Regions from separate parts of the Mus musculus genome. Here region 1 is linked to region 2. The links are chromatin contacts, called in public Hi-C maps. All regions are on one chromosome and are shown on one strand. Each heading gives the region's core, a stretch centred on a gene start, on an enhancer-like site or on the middle of the called end of the contact. The rest is flanking DNA. Distances are from core to core; before and after follow the strand shown.

Evidence for each region. A called contact is a pair of places that touch in the nucleus more often than the background predicts.
Region 1: a contact with region 2 is called in a Hi-C map of bone marrow-derived macrophages, with 39 read pairs. The contact joins two enhancer-like sites. A contact is called at or near these places in 3 of 484 Hi-C or Micro-C datasets (bone marrow-derived macrophages, conventional type 1 dendritic cells and nephron progenitors), 3 of 115 datasets of contacts at active chromatin or transcription factors (bone marrow-derived dendritic cells, embryonic stem cells and microglia) and 2 of 9 other capture datasets (bone marrow-derived macrophages and embryonic stem cells).

The regions. Positions count from the first base shown.
Region 1 is chr2:145,727,777-145,732,096 of GRCm38.p6, reverse strand. All of the region lies in intron 2 of BC039771 (cDNA sequence BC039771), which reads right to left. Among named protein-coding and RNA genes, the nearest start is that of Gm34513, 6.1 kb to the right of the region's middle. Within about 2 kb of position 1,401, at least 39 of the 459 cell types and tissues checked have an H3K27ac peak or open chromatin away from gene starts, as enhancers often do. A contact at or near this core is called in bone marrow-derived dendritic cells and bone marrow-derived macrophages, where this site is marked.
Region 2 is chr2:145,886,652-145,891,059 of GRCm38.p6, reverse strand. It overlaps Rin2 (Ras and Rab interactor 2), which reads right to left. Exons shown (of 13, transcript NM_028724.4): 13 at 3,444-4,408. The region is part of intron 2 of Gm39954 (a long non-coding RNA gene); the gene reads left to right. Among named protein-coding and RNA genes, the nearest start is that of Gm39954, 5.3 kb to the left of the region's middle. Within about 2 kb of position 2,934, at least 190 of the 459 cell types and tissues checked have an H3K27ac peak or open chromatin away from gene starts, as enhancers often do. A contact at or near this core is called in bone marrow-derived dendritic cells and bone marrow-derived macrophages, where this site is marked.

The DNA.
Region 1 (4,320 bases), core at 152-2,651, 160 kb after region 2:
AATTATTAAATCTTTATAGGTCTGACAGGTAACATAACACTTCACTACTACTGAAATTCACAGCAATCAGGATTTGAATGCCAATGTGTGCTTTTAGCTCTTGACTGAAGCTCAGACTCTACATCCAATCCATGAGAACTTGATCCTCAGCCTTGGCCCTCCACAGTACCTGACCCCAAACAAGCTACTGACCATGGAGTGATTTTAATTTTGAAAATATAAAGGTAATTTTCCAGTATCTTTCAGCTTCCATTTTGCCAGGCTTGGTGGTAAGGGCCTTTACAGACCGAGCCTTCTCTCTGTCTCTTGATCCAGCTTTGTATGCTTGTGACTCAGCTTAGGGTCAGTGACATCCACCCCTTTCCAGGAGGCACTGTTTGCTACCAGTGTTTCTATCCCTAAGTTTCCATGTTGGGAAGCTTACAGGAAACCTGAGGTAAAAATTCAGTCTTGGGCTGGAGAGATGGTTCAGCGGTTAAGAGCACTGACTCCTCTTCCAAAGGTCCTGAGTTCAAATCCCAGCAACCATCCGTAATGAGATCTGACGCCTTCTTCTGCTGTGTCTCAAGACAGCTACAGTGTACTTACATATAATAATAAATCAATCTTTGGGCCGAAGCGAGCAGAGGTCCTGAGTTCAATTTCCCGCAACCACATGATAGCTTACAACCATCTGCACAGCTACGGTGTACTCAGATACATAATACAAATAAATAAATCTTTTTTAAAAACTCAGTCTTAACACTACCTAAAGCTGAAAGCAAAACTGACCTTCTGACACGTGTCCAGCCTGTAACTACTTTACATGTTTGTCCCCATTCTTAAACTACTTTGTCTCATGAACCTGAAAGGTTTGTTTTACAATAAGTAAGAAAAGGGCCTCATGTAGAGGTGGGGTCCCATCTACCTTTGGGGCTGATAATCTCGAGCTTTCTATGGACAAGATGACACGGAGTGGAAACTACTGAAAATACCTGAGCGTAACTAAGGTACCACTTTCAGAATGACTTGGTACGTCTCGTCTAAGGAGGGACAGAAAAAAAAAAAAAAAAAAAAAAAAAAAAACTCTTGCCTCGAATTTCTCTGAAATTAGACTCAAGTAAGTTCAAATGTGTTTGGGGTATATGAATCCGTTCCAAGTTTTTCAAAGCTGCATCTATATGGTAAAATTCAAGTCACTCACAAACATGTACCATGAACCCGTGGGGATGGTGATGCTCAACTCTTATAACTGCACCTTGTGAGTAGAAGTGAGTCCACCAATGAGACAGCTTTGTCTTTTCTCAATATGAGATTTATCTGTACATTATAAATAAAGAGGAACCCATGCACTGCTACAAAGCAGACACATCCTCAAGACTGGGCCTTTTGTCACTTCCCCAAAGCAGGATGTGGCGGCCACCTTTATCCCACTCCCTCAGGGTAGCTATTCAGCTGGTGCTGGCCAATGGCACACAAGGTGGCTTGCTCAGTCATGACAAATCAGCTTCCCAGAGGGCTGTGGGGGCAATTTAGTGATCCTGAGGAAGTGAATGGTTCTGAATCATGGAGCCGAGGGTAGAAGAAAAAAAAACAAAACAAAAAACAAAAACGAACCATGATTCACATTATCCAAAAGAAAAGGTTAAGGAGCAGGGGTTTGGGGACTACAGATTGAAACCACATAAACACACTTCAGTATCAGCAAATACCACACCGAGAATGTCGGGGTGGCTTCCGCTTTTATGGCGTGTAAAGGAGCAGCAGAAAAGTGACTTTCCAAAACAAAGAAACGCAATGATGACAAAGTAAACCAGCATCGTCCCAGTGCAACTGCACAAAACAACTGAACTCTTGTCAGCAAACTCAGGAGTGGTGAGAAGCAAAGGGGAGCAATGTAATAGTTTTTGATACTCTTCAACATTCCTTTATATGCCTTCTTTGATTTCTTTTGCATACCACCAAACTTTGAAACTTTGACTTTTTGCTTTATATTCCTTTTATCTTTACATATAAAAGCTTCTGCTGTATTGTCTTTTCTCTAGCATAATTTAATTCTCAAAATGAATTACTTAATAGCTTTAGATAAGAGGATAAGATTAAATCCATTCAAATGAAATAAAAAAAAAAACCAAAACAAACAAATCTGATTATCTCACAAGCAATCTTCAAAGTTACTGGAATCCATCACTATGGAACCTTCTGGAAGCAAACACAAAGCCATGAAGCTCAGACTCGATGTATGAGCTTATTACAACCACGCAGAAACAAATGTTGAGCCTCTTTGTGAGTAGAAAAACAAGACATAGCCAAATTTCATAAAATTAATTCATAGTATTGAATTAATGTTTGGAGGGGATCTAGTTTATTTTGGCCCTATAGATGAGCATGTAGACTTTAAAAATCAGGGGCTGAATGACTTTAACAATGTGGGTGGGGAGGGGGAGCAGCCTTGGGTAGAATGTTACATGACTGCAGCAGTTGCTGTGAACAGTCACCATGAGTCAGGATCAGGAAGCATCGGGCTGGTGGAGGCACCGAGGAAGAGAAAAAAAGAGGGCAGAGGAGGTGTACAGCACGGTCACCTATCCACGTACCACTCACAAACCTAAATGCTCAAGAGAGTCGAGCCTGCAGCAGACAGCCTGGGTATAGATAGCGTCAGAGTGGCTGGCTTTGGGTGACTCTCTTCCCCACGTTTGTGAATCTCCTACGGCCAAGCTTCTCAAACCTCAGCAATCCCTGCTTTCACACCCCACTTGTGACTTTTCAAGTACACATTTACGTCTCACCTGCCATGAAACGGTTCAGAGCAAACACGAGAAACACTTGCTTTCTGTGTTCAGCATTTAAGGATACCGTGTTTTATTCTAAACTACACAGCACATTTTGTCACTTAGTAAGACCCAAAGATATTATCGATCATTTCACATGAAACATTTGGGATCATATTACCAACACATCTAGTTTTCTATAAGTTATCTATGTTTCCAAATGCCTCCCTCCTTAAAACATGTTAAAACTATACCCCAGACATAAAGACAGTATTTTCTGGTTGAACTTGTCAATATTTTTGGCTACAGAATTATGATATAACAGCTCATCGTGGGTGAATTTAAATCTGTTTTTTTTTTACACCAAAAGTATCATTTTTATCACAAAAGCAAAACAAAGCCATCGAAAATGTAGAAGAGAGAATTTTAAAGCCTCAGCCCTACTTGTTAATCTTCTGGAGTGTACCATTCCAGAATCTGCACTCACCAACTTCTGCCTCACTTACTTAATATTGTAGCTTATTATAGCCAAGACCCCATGGTGGGCCTCTAATCATCATCACGCATTTCTTCTGCCACAATAGAAGTGTCTTGAGGAAACGTGTCGAAGGACTTTGGCTCATGATGAACTTCCCTTAGCCCCGAGCAGCATCCTGTGCACTGTGAGGCTCCATAGGATTCAGTAAATGACAAGGTGGGTCTCACTGAGTATCAGGAGACAGCAAATAAATTGAACAACAGTCTTTTTCTGCCTCATTTTTTAAAAAATGTCATCTGATATTGGATAACTCACTCACTGGTGGCTGTTTTAACTCAGTCACAGGCATGTGTTTGGCTCACTTTTATTCTATGAGAAATGCTGAGAAGGTAAGGGTTTGATGTCAAAAGAGAAGACTGGTGGGCAAGAGGAGCCAAGGGGCAGAGGCCACTGTGGAGGGGAACACACTGAGATACCCAGCATGGAGCACATGTGTTATTGAGCATGCTTAGTCCCTTCCTGGTCTGATAGCCCACTGCCATGGGAACTTTGTATGGCTGGCAATTCTCCTCTATACCCTGCTACTGGAGAGAGGAAGATAGTAAAAAGCGCCTCCACGTCTTTTCTAATCACCTGCTACCCATTCCCAGCGGTTAAGGAGGCTTTCTCCATTTAAAAAGATCCACTGAGCTGCCGCCCAACAATCACTGTCTCTGGCCAACGACTGACAATCCAATTCCCCTTTGCCCTTCCGTTAGATGCTTTTGGTGACGCTAACCATCTTACAAAATAATTCCAGAGTATGCTATTATGACATAAGAGTCCTGAGTACTAGAGTACTGTTTACTTTTTTATGTGGATTCTGAACATGAAAAAAACCCAAAAACCCTGCAATTCTTAGGAACTCTTGCCACTTGACAAAAACAAAACAATGAAACACAGAATAAACCAAATATGCAAACATATTAAACCAAGGGAGGTCATACAGATGACGACAGATCAGCATGTGGAAAGATGTTCAGTGCCATGAATCATCAGGGAAATGCTCAGACCACCACACACTGCAGCAGAGCTATCCAGTGTGATAAA
Region 2 (4,408 bases), core at 1,685-4,184:
TAAGAATTGTGCCTGGTAGCTCTTGGTGGGAGCATCCTGAGGTGTTAATCACCGGGACACTTGGGTACCACTTGAAGACCACTGATGGTCTAGGCAGCCCCAGGTGATTTCAAGATGTAGCCTAGGGCTGGGTGTCCCAACTCAGAGGCAGAGTGCTTGCCTAGAGAACACAAGGACCTGGATCCCATCCCAACACTGAGAAGCAAAATCAAAATTACTTAAAATTACACACTTAAAACTGCAGCAGTTGCCTCGGAGTCTTTGTGACAGACAGGGTGGGTGGTTGATGGTTCATTCACAATGAATTCTCTAGCTAGAGCTGGAAAAGCAAGCAAGAAGGCAAGTCATAGCCTGTGTTTTGACAGGAGGCCTTGGAGTGGAATACAAGCATTTTAAGATTTGCTGCGAGAGATAAATGCCCTATAGCTCCCAGGTAGGGGTGGGGTGGGGGTGGGGCATAAGAAGAACTGGAGATGATCACATGAAGGAAAGAGGAAGAGCTAGTGACTACACCTTCTATTGTGTGAGTGACAAATGTCCTGGAAATGTACGAGCTGCTCCGAGAGGCAAGCCAGGGGTATTCTGAATGTCTTTCCTAGCTCTCTGTAGACCTCATCCCCACAAGGCAAACTGTAAAATCTTCAGCTACATTGATTTGAATATATTCTGTCAAAGGAAATACCCAGAGGCAGTCATATAATGCTATTCTAGGTGCTTTTAATATAGAGAATAAGAATTTTGGAAAATCCTGCTTTAGGATTCCAGTTTTTATTAGAATCAAGAAAAGAACCCGTCCCCTAGCCACGTCACTCCTTGGGACATTTTCCATCCAGAATCCTCAGGACAAACCTTGGTTATCCCTCAGGTAAGAGTACTGGCCCACTAGCTGGGCTCTGTGTCACATGTATATAATCCCAGCACTCAGGATCAGGAGTTCAAAGTCATACTTGACTTTTTTTTTAAGATTTATTTATTTATTTATTATATGTAAGTACACTGTAGCTGTCTTCAGACACTCCAGAAGAGTGGAGTCAGATCTTGTTACAGATGGTTGTGAGCCACCATGTGGTTGCTGGGATTTGAACTCCGGACCTTCGGAAGAGCAGTCGGGTGCTCTTACCCACTGAGCCATCTCACCAGCCCCATACTTGACTTTACAGGGAGCTTGAGACCGCCCTGGACTGTGTGAGACCCTATCTCAAAATGACAACAAAGGAGTATTGGCTCTGGACTGAACTGGGGTGGGGATCAATAGTAAAGCACCTATCTAGTCTGGGTTCAATCTCTTAGTCTGAAAAGAAAACAAAGTCTCTGACTCAGGAGTCAGAGACAGGAGGACCACAGCAAGTTTATGGCCAGTTTTAGGGTACATGGTGAAACTTGTCTTAAACATCAAATGACATCAACAAAATGTAAAATGAAGAGTACTGATACCCTTCGGATCTCTGAGTGAGTTCCTGGTGGGTGTGTGTGTGTGTGGGGGGTACAGGTGGGAGTGAGGAGTGGTGGGTAGCCGTGCGTGTGCAGTGCATGCTGGGTATCGAACACAGGACCAAGAGTATGTTACACAAGCCCTGTATTATCAAGCTACACTCCTAACTCCAAATATGCTTCCCTCTTTTTGTTTTGTTTTGTTTTGTTCTTTTAAACTCCCTATGGTTCCTTCCCCAACAGAGTCAATATTCATGTGGAAGTCTGGGCCAGCTGCTACCCACTCATTGATGCTAAAACACAGACCCTTTTCAGTATGGAACATGTTTCCTGAAACAAATGCCAGTTCTTCCCTCCCTCTCCTTTCCCGCCATCTGCTTGTGATTCGGCACTGTAATGTGACTTGTGGAGAAGGTCATCTTCCCCACACGACTAAGGATCACCAAATGGCAAACAACATTTGGGTCTCAAATTTACCCATACTCGAATGGTCTGAAAACAGAGAGTCGCCATTTTGTTCTCAGACACTTCTGGGCAATTACACCACGTGTCCCACATAGACAGATCCCCACCTGTGTGAGTCTTCCCAGACACCTGAGGGTAGAGCCAGGCTCCTAAACACCACAGGCCCCTTTTATTTCATGTTTCTTCCAGAAGAGGAAGGTCAGAGCTGCTAGGGCAGTGAGGCTGCCTTTGTGAATGGAAGCAGTCAGGCCCAGCTTCCTTCCTTTAGTTTGCATTTGCTTGTAGATTTAAAGTAACTTCCACATGATACAAACAACCTTAACAATTTCCATTTCTTTCTTTTTTTTCTGTGTCCCTAAGGGGGTCATAGTTGGCAGTCTGTCCAACATCAAAAACAAAATTCCTTCCTCTGGCTGCCATTCAAGATATTTTTAGGTCTGGAAGTGCACCCTCCTCTCCCTCCGTCCAGCATGTATATTTTTACTCTGCTCTTACCCTATCCAAACTCCACCAGGGCCTGTTTCCTGACAAACTGAGAAGTGAGAAATGCCTGCGTGGGGGGAAAACTGAAGACACATGTGTTGAAACTCTGCCAGGGAAGCATTGCCCAATGACAAACCAGGGCAAGTCTTGTGATGTTTTCTTCTGCTCATTCTAGCTTTTCTGACTCTGCTCTCACGGGGCCTGCTCGAACTGCCTAATTTGGATGTCGTGACCCGCTTTTAATCTAAGAGGAGTACCTCAGCCTAAGGACAGCCTCATCGTCTAAATTTGCAGAGTTGGGAGGGCAACTGGACAGATGTCGCGAGCAGTGTCTCTTCGCTCCAAACATTGAAAGCAAGCTCAGTCAGCCTTCCTTCTGGTCTCTGAAGTAGCTATCTTATGGATATCCCAGAAACCCTCTGAACTTCCCTTCTCCCTATCCACAGGGATGCAATGGGCACTTAGCAGTCGCATGGCTGCAATCCCCAGAACACCCAGCAGAGGATCAGGCCTGCGATGCTAGCAGATTTTGCAATCCTAACTCTCAGCCAGGATACAGCAGAGGTTGCCTAAGGACAGGGAGGAGTTGTCTGCAGGACCCTGCCTGGCTCTGAGTTCAGATCAGTTGTGATTTGCTCTGGAGCCATCTAAGCCAAGTACTGGGCTGGATAATCGTGCAAATACTTGTGGGCCATGGACCAACTGTTCTCTTCGCTTTTTGATTTCTGTTCCATTGGTCCATAAGCTTTGGAGCAGTGTCCTATTTGCTCTTCAAAACTACCAGATCAACGTGGAGTTCATGGTTGTGTACTGTGTGCATGCGTACACATGTGTGTTTGCGCCCCTGGATGTTTGAAACAGGGTCTCACTATGTAGCACAGCTTGCCTGCAACTCACAGAGATCCATGTGCCTCTGCCTCCTGGGTGCTATGGTAAAAGGCAGAGGCCACCAAGCCCCAGCCACTGTCATGTACACTTGCACAGCATCTTTGGGTACATGATTATATTCTGACTCAAACAAATAGCTGCCACCACCACCACCAACAACAAAAAAGACAACTGAAGAATATTGCAAAAATTATTTTACATAGGATTATTGTACAGTATTACAATGTATTATGTGCAAAATTCCATTGAAAATCATTTACAAAAGGAAGCACAACCCAGCATGTGCCAAGGGAGGGTTCTGGGACAACAAAAGCCTTGTACAGGGTACGAGGTCCTCCAGATCAGATGCCTGAACATCCTTACACAGGATAGTAACATGGCTTTCTGCTTTTGTTTTGCAATGATCTGTATTACACTGATGTATGACCCTTCTGGAATACGTGTGTCCATAAACTCATCTTATACAACATAAGTCTAACTTCACCATACATCCATGTTTTCTGCTTGTTTTGCTCATTATTTGTCACACTGAGGATGGAACCCAGCATGCTAGTGTGTGAATGTTAGCTCTACCATGCCCCAACCAAATACAGAAGGTTTGTTTTTTGTTTTGTTTTGTTTTTGGTTTGGTTTTGGTTTTAGTGCATTCTCTCCCCATCAACATCTCATTGAACTCAACTAAACTCGTATTATACATGACTTGGTTTCTGCCTCCAAATAAATGGATGTCCTTAGTGTCGGCTTACAAAATGGGTCAGAGGGATCGTTATCCTTGATTTACTTTTCCCCAAAGCAGATAGCATATGGAACAGATCTTTGTCAAAGCTCACCGCAGCACATATTTTACAGTACTGACTCCTTTTCCAACGTCTTGCGAAGAGCCTGAACCTGCAGACTACATTCCTCAGTCCCCCCCTTAGAGTCTGTGTTTCTCTCTCTACCTCTCTCTACATTCATTTCTCTTCTAATTCTCAGCCTCGATTGCTTAAAAACATAAACAGACACCAGCACTAAAAGTGAACAATGTAACAATACACCGCTAAAAGTGAACAATGTAACAACAATGTAACAACAGTACACCCGATTTTTCAAAGGCAGCCTGTGGCCAGCGTCAGGGATTTCTTTAAGACAACCAGAAGTC